2 separate regions of the Anas platyrhynchos genome follow, and region 2 is linked to region 1. Evidence: chromatin contacts called from public Hi-C data. All regions are on one chromosome and are shown on one strand. The core of a region is the stretch at or near the end of the contact, and the rest is flanking DNA. Distances in the headings are between cores, read along the strand shown. Region 1 overlaps ITGB8 (integrin subunit beta 8). Region 2 holds the start of ITGB8 (integrin subunit beta 8).

What was found. A called contact is a pair of places that touch in the nucleus more often than the background predicts.
Region 2: a Hi-C map of small yellow follicle shows a contact between it and region 1, with 1.9 times the contacts expected there. The contact joins the promoter of ITGB8 here to the enhancer-like site in region 1. A contact is called at or near these places in 2 of 8 Hi-C or Micro-C datasets (F5 follicle and small yellow follicle).

The regions. Positions count from the first base shown.
Region 1 is chr2:127,159,680-127,165,763 of IASCAAS_PekinDuck_T2T, reverse strand. ITGB8 (integrin subunit beta 8) reads left to right here. Exons shown (of 15, transcript XM_027450911.3): 11 at 1,541-1,766; 12 at 2,767-2,870; 13 at 3,951-4,114. Among named protein-coding and RNA genes, the nearest start is that of ITGB8, 38 kb to the left of the region's middle. Within about 2 kb of position 4,688, at least 2 of the 8 cell types and tissues checked have an H3K27ac peak or open chromatin away from gene starts, as enhancers often do. A contact at or near this core is called in small yellow follicle, where this site is marked.
Region 2 is chr2:127,197,774-127,203,378 of IASCAAS_PekinDuck_T2T, reverse strand. ITGB8 (integrin subunit beta 8) reads left to right here and starts at 2,300. Exons shown (of 15, transcript XM_027450911.3): 1 at 2,300-3,048. The coding sequence starts at 2,319.

The DNA.
Region 1 (6,084 bases), core at 3,439-5,938:
GCTTTGTTTCTCTTTTATTTTGTTTTTCTGAGACTTTTAAGTTAATCTTATTATGGAAAAATGTGATTTAATCAGTATCACTGTCTCTGCCAGAATATATTATTTCCCCTCAAAAGTAATTTTTGAAGTATTTTTAAATCTGTTCTGCTGTCCTGTCTCCTTTCATTTCACTCTATGCTGACCAATTTGTGAACTGAGGGACCAATTTTTTCTGCTACAGTAGGATAAATTGAGTAATATTAGGGGCTTTGGCACAGTTTCTTTGGTTTTGCTCTGTTGGTGACTGTGAACTTTACATAAAATGGAGAGAAATAATGTTACCTAATTCTTTAAATACTTCATTTCAACACAAAGAATTATGGTTCGTGTTCTCAACCTTCTTCTGTAGCCCAAAAACTTTGTGAATTTATTTATTAACCTAAGCAGACCTCTCAAATTTGTGAGCTCACAAAGCCTGAGATGTGGTGGAAGAAGAAACAGGGAAATTTTTATCTAAGAGGTGTTGGGGTCTCTCATGTGTGATGGAGTCTCCTGTCCAAGGAGTATGCCCCTTGCTGGAATGCAAAGCCTTGCACTGAGATGCCCTATGATTCCTTTACCTGCCTTTTGCCCAGCCCAGGCAGATGAAGGGGCAGTCTATCCTCTATCCTCACTGCCTCTTTGGGGATCCCATGCAACCATCTCCCTGTAGCTTGTGTGTATGGGTCCCTGGATCACAAGAAAGGCTATTGCATTGTGTGTGAAACACATACTGCTGAGGCATAGCTGGGGAGATCTCAAGAGATTTGCTAGACCTGCAAGTGCTTTATGTGCTGTTTCTGTATTTCGTAAAGGTGTTTTCCCACACTGTAAAACTGTGACTAAACATTGCCAGCGCGTCAATTGTACACCTGCCTAAGTGTATTGCAACATGAAAAACATGTGGATTTTGCCCTAAAGCTCTCACTTCTTTGCCTGGAAAATTATAAAGGCCACCAGAGGTTCTTTGTAGCCTTTGAGTCCTTGAGGGTGTGCATTTTAAGTTCTTATTACACAACCCACAGTTCATAAATAGAGCATAGCCACCTCTCCTGCTCAGTCATCTGTCCTCTAGAAAGGCAGAAAACCATTGTTGTAATGGATGCTTCTGAAAAGAAAAAGTAAAAAATAATGGCATGTGCACATGAACTTGATATTCCTTCCTCCCAAAAGCTTGCCCTTTATATGAATTGAATGCTTTATTGCTACAGAGAAGTTTATTTATTTGGCTTGAAGACTACGTTCCTGAAAGTTGTGTAATTTTTAATCACTGCTGCTTTCATCCAAGGCAACAGGGAAAATCCTAGTAAAATATTTTAGGATGAGATGAAGGTAGAAATAAGCTTTTTCTCAAATAAGCAACAAACAACAGTCATAAATACATATCATGGTGACAATTTCAGACGGATTTGTTAACTTAAAAAACTTATCAGCAAGGCATCAGCAATACAAACGTATGCATGTAAAAACTGACTTTCTGTTTTCATAAAAGCGTATGACTCAAGATTATCTGATGTTGTAGGTAATGGTGAATGTGAAGCTGGTAAATGTAAATGCTTTGCTGGCTGGGAAGGGGACCGTTGCCAGTGTTCATTACAATCAGCAAAACAGTGCCTGAATTCAAAGGGCCAGATTTGCAGTGGAAGAGGAAATTGTGTATGTGGAAAGTGTGAGTGCACTGACCCAAGAAGCTTTGGCCGTTTCTGTGAATATTGCCCTGCTTGTAACAAAGCCTGTGAAGAAAACTGGTACGTCTCTTATGCTAGACTTGATGTTTAACTGTAACGTTGAAACCAGGAGGAATATTTCTGCTTGGCTAGATGTGTGCTGTTTTTCTTAGATGTTAGGCTGTAGGAAACTCAATCAGAATTCCTTGTGCTTCCCTGATGAAGGATAGAGGTGTGGAAGAAGAGCTGTACCTGTGCACTGTCACCATCATCTCCCAGCAGTGCAGGGCTGGTCTTACCCAGAGTACGGCATTCCCCACTAGGCTTGGTTTTGGTGTGCTAATTCTAAGCCATGTCATTTTTCCCTATCCATTTAAGGAAGGGAAGGAAGTCAAAATCAGCAGCCAGAGGAGGGAAGAATTTAGACCATCCTGTTGGTGACACACAGACTGGGGCTGACTTAAAGAGTAAATTAAACCCTGTCCTTAGGCTCTCCTGTTAGCACATGTAACCATGCTGCATCCCACAGTGGATAAGAAAGTGACAGATAGGCCTCTGTTGGAAAGGGAAATGCAGTAGAAATGATTGTGTATGTACGTTCATTTGAATAATAGCTCAGCTGGAGGGACAAGCTGGGCCATGTGTGAAAAGGTGACTGCTAGGTAAAATGCAGTTAGCCCTGCTGGCTGAAATTTGTCCAAAGTCAAGCATGTGTCCCAATGAGACTGATAGGTAAGAAAGACTAAGACTGAACTAGAGTCTGTAATGGGAAGAGATGGTGCTAGACCCTCAGCTACCCTCCTGAAGAACACACATCACAAAGTGCAGAGCAGGGGCCGGATGGAAGTGGCTTGAGGCCAGTGAGATGCTTTACTTAATTACATCTGTCTGGTCAGTTCTGAGAAGTATCACAGGGATAAAATGCATCATCACATTTCAAAAAAATAATAGTAAATGTCGCAATGTTTTTACTAACAACAGGGAAACATTATGTGCAAGTGATGCATCAGCTTGTTGATACAATCTCTGTAAGGGGAGTGCAGAGGAAGACATAGGTTTTAATGATATTTCTCTTTCATAGGAATTGTGTTCAGTGCCATCATTCTAACAATGCATCTCAAGCTAAACTTGACCAGTGTAAAACCTCATGTGCTTACCTGTTGCATTACATTGACCAAACTTCAGGTATGTGGTATTTTCTAGGTAATTTTGGTAAGAGATGAAAATCTGTCAGGATTAATAATTGAATTCACCACTGTTACAATGTCTTTCAAAAGTGTGTCAGTATTATTGTAATAACAAAGCAGGAAAAAGGGAGCAATCACTCCTAGCTTCAGGGAAAATAAAAGATAAATAATAACAGGAAATGTAACTGGCAAGCATTGCTAAATAGACTTCCCAACTCCATGAGAAGTTACATCTAATAATAACGAATCCTGCCTGAGTAATGCTTAAAGAAATATTTATAAATATCCATAATGGCATTTGGGTGTTTTATTACTTCAGATATGTATACATAATTTGACATTACCAGAAATTAAGAATAATTAAATAATGCCTACCTCACTTTCAGCAATGTTTAAATACTGTTCAAGTATTTTTATTGTTCAAGAAATTGTGTTCAAGTACAAAATATATATATATAGTTATGAGGACTTTGAAAGACTAAAATATTTTTTGATAAAATATTGTAAAGCTTAAACGGTCCACACTGCAAGAAAAAAGGATATAAATGGCTATTTTGTCACTTCACATTTTTCTCTTTTAAGGTTCATAAATGAGAAAACTAATTGAGAACACTTTTCTCTTGGGCTTCATATTAATTAGAAGAAAGCCAACTGTGTGAGAGAAGTTGGCCAGTGAAAAGAGTACTGGACAAGTAATCAAGAAACTGTGTTTTCTTTCATATTTTGCCGATTATATGTGCTCTAATCTTGTGAAAATTAAACAGTTTTGGCATCGCATGCCTCCACAAATTAATCTTCTCTGTTTCAGCTGTAAACTTACCAGTTGGCAGAGAATTTATGGTGGCCAACACAGTGAAGCCTTACTCTTACTTTTATAGATTCAAAAAATAATATTTGACCATTTGGTCTTGATGTGCTTTGTTTTAATAGTTTGTGTATGGCAACTTATTTTCCCTTAACTTTTATCAGACTTGTGTTACATTTATGCCCTTTTAATATGCAGCAGGCATAAATGTGCTTGAGGAATGTGCAGATTCCTTGTACTTGGCTTTTCACTTGTGTTTTCCTTTCATTGCAGAATGTTTCTCTGGACGAAGCTACTTCAGAGTGTTTTCCATAATCTTTATAGTTACATTTCTGATTGGGTTGCTTGTTGTACTTATCATCAGGCAGATAATTCTGCAGGGGAATAGCAATAAAGTTAAATCTTCAGCTGATTACAGAGTGTCTGCAACAAAGAAGGTAATTGATTTCCGAGCCATCCTATTCAGTAATATTTTCTTGCACATAAAAGTTAGCTAATTGTTGATAAAAATTGTATCTTCTCCTTCAAGGATAAGATGTTTTTGCCTACTGTTTGTACAAGAACAGTAACATACAGACGAGACAAACCAGAGGAAATAAATATCGACATCAGCAAGTTACGATTAAACGAAACTTTCAAGTGTGAATTCTGAAGACTGTGTGTTTTCTGCAAATTTCTATTTTCATCATTCTCTATTTTTTAAAAGTTACCACTCTGTCAGAGTCTTGACTGTTGCTGTTTGTTTTTGTGTCATGCATTTTGTTGGATACTGTAACAAAGTGACATGTAAGCATATTCACATAATGTGACTATGTTTGAACTATAGCTGCTGTATTTTTTTATTTTTTTATTTTTTGGAAGAGGAATGTGCGTTACTACTGTTCAGGAACATTAGTGTTGATGTAGCACTTTAATGTATTCTAATTTATTTAGTTCTGGCATAGAATGTAGATATGAACAGGTCTGACAAAGCACTGATCTCGCTGTACATGTAGCTAGTACTGATATGCTCTGTAAGAATGGACAAAGCTGTGACTGAAATATTAACATTGCTGTATGTTATAGCAATAGGTGAAACTATTCAAATGCTCTTAAATAGAGTAAATGGTACTTTTATAGTTCTCTCAGTTGACTAAATTCCACTGATTTGTCTGCTTTAGCCTCTTAGCTTTTCCTCGTTACTTAATAAAAATGACTGGATTAAATGAGTGCTTAGTTACTGGTGTGTGTGCATAGTTGTGTGTGTATACACACGTGCACACACAGATAAATATATATATATAGTTTTTTATGCATTATGTCACTTAAAGATAATTTATATCTGATAGAGAGAAATTTTTAGCTTTTTTATTTGTTTCAACATAAAAACTTTTGTATGAATTTTAAGATATTTGAAAAACTAAGTGGATACAGAAAATGAGAGCTCCTCTGTCCACCAGTGTCATGCTACAGTGATGCCTACATGGCATCACTGCTGGCCTCACTTCGCCTTTGGAGTCAGCAGCATCAACTCCATTGCAATCAGATAAACTGCACCAGAGATGTGTTTGGTTTGCTAGCTACATGTCAGTGTTTTGCCAAATGAGGGCTTTGTTCTTTTTGTATGTCAGACATAAGTCTGATTTTACATACGTGCTCTTTTTTCTAAGTAAATTAGTTGGCGGGATTAGTTTTCTTGAATTCTTACTTAACCACTTCAATTTTTGTGACTGTGCATTGAGAAATGTGTCCAGTGTGATGTGAAAAATAATCTGCAGTTTGAAAGAAGGTGAGGAAGACAGGAGTCATTTTCTCAAGAGAACACATTAATTGACTTAATAAATGTATGATTAGATTCTGCCTTCAGAGATGGGCAAAACTCTTCTAAACATAGTGGGATCAATATAAGCTGATCTGAGTGCAGAATTTGAGCTACAAGGTCAAACTGAAGCATTTTCTTACCCTTGAAACTGGCTGTAGCAGTAGAAAACGCGTTATGGCTGTATGCTAATTGGAAGAGTCAGCTAACCTTTACTTACCTTAATTACTCTTCAAGACCCTAAGAAATTCTGGTCATTGTCTGTGAAATGTGCACTAAAATCTTGCTGGAAAGAAAAAAAAAATCATCTCATAAGATATTATGCAGTCATTTTAGCAATATTAATTACTGAAATATTAATCTGTAATCGCCATAGATAAGAGTAACACAAACAAAACAGGACCACTTCCTATGCAGTTTGGTAGAAATTAGTATGTATTAATATTTCATATTCAATATTTCTTAAATTCCTACTGAAATCTGAGTAATATAGAGGTGACAGGAGAGTAGGATGCAAAACAAATGAATATTATGTGAGTGTTCACAATGAATTTCTTGGGTCATGTGTCAAGTGAGGGACTGAGAAAAATAAAAACAGGAGCAGTGGTC
Region 2 (5,605 bases), core at 1,051-3,550, 40 kb before region 1:
ATTTGTAAAACTTGAATTGCTATCCAAATCTGCGTAACATCTTCTGAGATGCAGCTTATATTACTGCATTCCAAACACTAACCAGCAGTGTATTTAAAGATGCCATCACTACAGAATATATCTTCTGAAGTCTTTGTCTCCCACTATGTGAGGAATGAAGGTAAAGAAGTAAGGGAAAGACACATTTTACATAAACCAACAGACTACTCTGAACAGTTACAGTGGCCTCAACTATTGGCACCTTCAACTCTTGGCTTCTTTTTTACTGTTGATACCCATGTCTTTCAGTATTCATGGTGAATAGTTCTCAGCCATTATTGATCTGCCCTTTTAGTTATGTTCTCAGTGTTCATTTTAGTTACCTTATTCTCAGACTTTATATGAAAGTTGTCTATTTTTTCCATGTTACACTGTAGATATTGCCTGTCTGCCCAAATGCCAAATCCTTGCACATCATTCTCTCGAGAAGCGGTACATGTAAGGACTCAATTTCCTATTTGTATGATGAAATGACTAGGTTATGACTAGAAATTCACAAGACAACTCATGCTGTTGATGACAGAACCATTTTCTTCATGATGCTTCTATGAGCATTCAAATTCTGATCTGACAACAATGTTCATACAAAATACATCATATGGAGTATTAGGCATATTCTTCCTCCCTTCAACACTATTTAGACTCTGCAGGCAAAAATCCCAGTTTTCTATCTGCAACTTTTGCTTCTGCTTGGATTTTTTTTATTTTTTATTAAGACATTTCCTTGAACTTGTTTGTCTTATTCTGGACCCTTTTCAAGATAAACTTGAATCATCATGAATCTGCAACATCATGAGGTGGGATTTAGACATCATGGTGAACATGAACAGGAGTCAATTGAGTTTAGCTTGCCTGCCACGAATGTGTCATTTCAAAGAACTACACCAATCTGAGTCCTCATGAGACAAGTTGCTCATCATTGTATAGTGTTAAAACTGTGATCTCTGAAACCATAGAGTGATTAGACCAAGAATGCCACCACATCTGAAGTCATGTGGATGCTACCCTTTTATGTGACCATCACTGTATATGGTTTTGTCACACACCATATCCCCATTCGAGCTGTGGCAGCTTTAAGAATGACACTCAAGGTCTGAAAGAGGGGATTTTTCCAAAATGAAGCAGAACAATGATACAGCATTTAAAAATCCCTGGAGTGGGAGTATAGGACTGCTCCTTTGCCATCCCCTCCTCAGTGACTTTGCACAAACCCAGTGCATCTTCAGTTTCTGACCTTTGACATGCAGTCGACAAGCCATCCTGATCTCAGTGCCACAAGGTTTGGCACAGGGTCCGAAAATGCTTTGACAGCCTTTTATTTGTAAGGACTGTAAGAGAGCACAGTGTTAGAATCGTACAATCATTAAGGTTGGAGGAGACCTTCAACCATCACCGTACTGCCAATGTCACCCACTAAACCATGACCCAAAGCACCACGTCCAACCTTTCCTTGAACACCCTCTGGGATAGTGACCCCACCACATCCCTGGGCAACCTGTCCCAATGCCTGACTGCTCTTTCTGAGGAGAAATGTCTCCTCATTTCCAACCTAAACCTCTCTTGGCGTAACTTGAGGCCATTCTCTCTAGTCCTAACACTGTTTATCTGGGAGAAGAGGCTGACCCCCAGCTCCCCACACCTTCCTTTCAGGCAGTTGCAGAGATCAATAAGGTCTCCCCCGAACCTCCTCTTCTCCAGACTGAACAACCCCATTTCCCTCAGCTGCTTCTCACAGTACTTGTGTTCCAGACCCTTCACCAGCTTCACAGTCCGTCTCTCGGCACGCTCCAGGGCCTCGATGTCCTTCTTGTAGTGAGGGGCCCAAAGCTGACCACAGTTCATTTAATGCCATATGCACGGGAATGACTTTTTAATGTTGTGCCCTGCGCTGACAGACTGGCACATCACGTTGAGGCATTATTTGAGGATACGGCTCGCTGTGCCACCTGCTCGGTAATGCTACAAACGAGGCGGTGACACGGTGACGGCCACAGGACCCGGGCCCGTCAGGCCGGCACAGGTGCGTGTCACCTGCCTGGGGGACGCCACGGCAGCTCCGGGAGCGGCGCCCTGGCCGGGGAGGCGGTGACAGGAGGCCGAGAGGCCGCGCACCTAGCCCGGGCCGGGGGTTTCCGTGCCCGCACGGCGAGGTACTTTCCGCGCCGCCCAGGGCACGGCTCTAACCTTTGCGTTATTCCCACTTCGCCCGGAGGGGCGGAAACTCCGGGCACACACAAATCGCGAGGGAAGGGCGGCGGGGTGATTGCGGTCTGTGTACGATGTGGGGGGGGTCCCGAGGCGGTGGCGAGGGGCGCTCCCCACGGTCTCCGCCATCCTCCGCCGAACAAAGCGGCGCGGGCGGGCGCCGTGACTTCACCGCCCGCCGCCGCCCCGCCTCCGCCCGCCCTCGCCCTGCCCCGCCGCAGCCTCCCGGCAAGCGGAGAGGGGGGGACACCCGCGGGCCCGAGGCGCACCGGCGGCGGGGCGGGGGCGGGCGGGGGCAGCGGCGGCGGCGGTCGTTTCGTTGCGGGAGCCGCGGGGCCGGGCCGGGCAGGGCAGGGCAGGGCAGGGCGCTCGGGCTGGAGGCGGATGGAGGCAGCCGTCCTCCGCGCCCGCCCGGGGCCGCCCCGCCGCCGCCGCTGCCGCCGCCGCCGGGGGGGGCAGCCCCTCGCGGGGAGCGGCGGGCGCTGCCCTTGAGGTGCCGCCGCCCCGCGCCCTACCTGTGCCGGGCCCGTCGCCGCCGCCGCCGCCGCCGCTCCTCCCCCGGCCCCGCCGCCGCCGCCGCCGCCCCCGCGGGGGCCGGGACTGAGAGCGCCGCGCCGCCGAGCCGCGGCCCCGAGGAGAGGCAGCGGGACCGGGAGCGGGGCCGAGCGCGCCGCACGATGTGGGTGCCGCTGCTGGCGTGCCTCACCGCGGGGATCGTCTCCGTGCCCAAGTGCCAGCGCGGCCCCGGGGCCCTCCTCGGGGCGGCCCGGCTGCTGGCGGCCGTGCCGGGACTCTGCCAGCGCCGTAAGTCGCCGAGCGGCTCGGCTCACCTAGCGGGGTGCCTCTCGGGGATCGCCGCGTCCCGGGGGGGACAGCGGGCGGCCGGGCGGCGGCGGTGTCGGGGGGGCACTGCTGGGGTTCGCGGTGAAAGGGGTGGAGGTGTGGGGAGGGCGCCTGCCCCTGCCCGGGGTGCTGCTGCGGGCAGAGAGGGCGCTGGCCGAGGCGGGCAGCACCTCGGGCTGTGGCACGGCTTCCCAAAAATAACCCTGGTGCCAGGTTCGTCGCGGGCAGGGCGAGGAGGCAGTGCAAGTGTCCCTCAGGTCATGCAGTTTGTCAGACGGAGCCATCAGGTTAGTCCGGTAGTCCACAAAGGGTCTCCCTCATCCAGCTGGTCGTGATCAGAAACGCAGAGCAAGTTGTCAGTCACCTTCCTTTCCTCCTTTCCTTCTTTCCTCCTTTCTTCTCTCTCTCCTTCTCTCTTTTTTTCTTTTTCCCCTTCTGGAATAAATGCGTATCTCATGCTTAAGCCTGGAGCGAGTTTAGAACTTCTAACCTCTAAAAATAAGATTTGCAATGGGAACAATGTATTAGTTTTAAGTTCCTTGCTGCATATGTGACAAATTCATGCCTAATTCAGTGGGATTTGCCCAGTGCTGTTAAAAACAATGGAATAATTTGTTAACTTTCACAGGATAATTTATTTTGCTCTTTTGGCTTCATATTTTGAGTTCAAAACCAAACTAAATGTCAATAGGAAAAAATAAAATATAATATTATTAAATGGCTTATGAAACATGACAGCTTGCATCCAGCATTCCAGATTCTTTTCTGTGCAGTATAATTGAGTTTAAAGGCTAATTGAAACTTTATGTAGAGGAGAGTGCTGTGCCTTAGTGCAGTGGTGTGCCTGCTTATGAGTGTAGCTCCTGGGTGCAATAGTGCAAAGAATACTTGAGAACAGTGTGACATAGGTGAAGATTGTACTTGGGGCTTTGGCTGCAAAAGGTGCTTACTTTCTTTGTTGTGCTTGGTAGTGAAAGTACACATGGATGGTAAGTCATGGGTTACGTGTTTATTGTGACAACAGCTACCAGATCAGGCAGTCTGTAACTCAGATAGATCTTGTTGTTTTTTTGTTGGTTTTTTTTTTTTTTCTCCTCTTTATTTGAAACCTCTGCTAATTCATGAAAGCTGAAAGTCACACTGAATTCTTTCCTTCATACATAATCACTTTACAGGCGAGAGCCACAGTAGAAGCAAGAAGAGTATTTTGGTTTGTTTTTCTTTGAGCGAGCACATAAATGGTAGGGGTTTGGATGCTGATTAAGGTTGTAATTCTTTACTTCTCATTGCTTTTTAATTTTGGTTGTGTTAGCTCCTTCAGCCAGCACAGCACCACCTGAGTTCCTTGAACTTCTGCAGGCTGCTGCTGGAGAAATGCGGAGCAGCAGCTCCATGTACAGCTACTTGGCAGCGCAGCAGCTTTGTTGAAGCAGCCACTCCTCTTTGCTTCTGCCTTGACAGTGCTGGGCATGGAGAAGAGCATCATGCTGTTCCCGTGCCATCAGCAAGTTTAGTTTATTTATGTGCGGATTTGGCAGAAACCACGTATCTGTTGCATTGAGTCTCCAGTTCTGAAAGAAGCTGGAATGAATATAAAATGTACATGGGACTGTAATTTATTCATTCTTATTGGAGCATTTGCTGCTCTTCTAACTGAAAAAAAAGTGCAGTTTGATGCTACCTGAAGTGTTTGTTCCGCAAACTACAATTTGGGATGTGAGTTTACTGCCTGGGTGTAAGTAAAGGTACAACTTGACCTCGAGTTTGCAGTTAAGAGGAGTGCAGAAGGAAATCTCACAACACTGTAAAGCCACAAGTCCCAAATTAAAGGTTCTGTAAGCTCAGATAAAAGGTTAGTGTTGCTCTGTTCTACAAAGGGTCCCTTGTTCAGTAAGTCTTACCAAGGGAAGTTTGCAGTTCACTAAGCCAACTAAAACAAATACCTGATGTAAGAATGAGACTAATTCAAAATGAAATAGTGTTGTAGTGATTTACACAGATCCTGAATTTATTATGGAACACTGAAAACTGACAAACTCCTAAGGACGTAAAGCAGTGAAGTGAATAAAAGCTGAATTCTACAGCAAGAGCACATGCGTGCATTTTGTTAATCCATTGTGTAACTTCTGCACTGAGGTGCAGAGAGAGTCAGTTCACTTGGCTCACTCAGAAACTAAACTTATAAAAGTCTTTAGTTTGTATCTGCTGTATAACCACATGGAATACCTGGGGTTAAAATACTGTATCATAACTGACTGGTCTGGGTTAACAGAGGACATTGGTTCAAATCCCAGTATTGTCTTAAAATGCAGTTTTTAAGCATATTGAATTTTTGAAATTTGAATGCTAAGGTGGTGCTTTCAAAATACCTACAGAGTCATTCTTGTATGAAACTCAAGCAAGCAGAGTTTACATGTGATGTACACACAGGGGTTGGATGGCATGAAAGTCTATATCTCCAGTTTCAGAATTAAAGAACTGTCATATGACAATTCTAGTACATTGCCATGGTTGACAA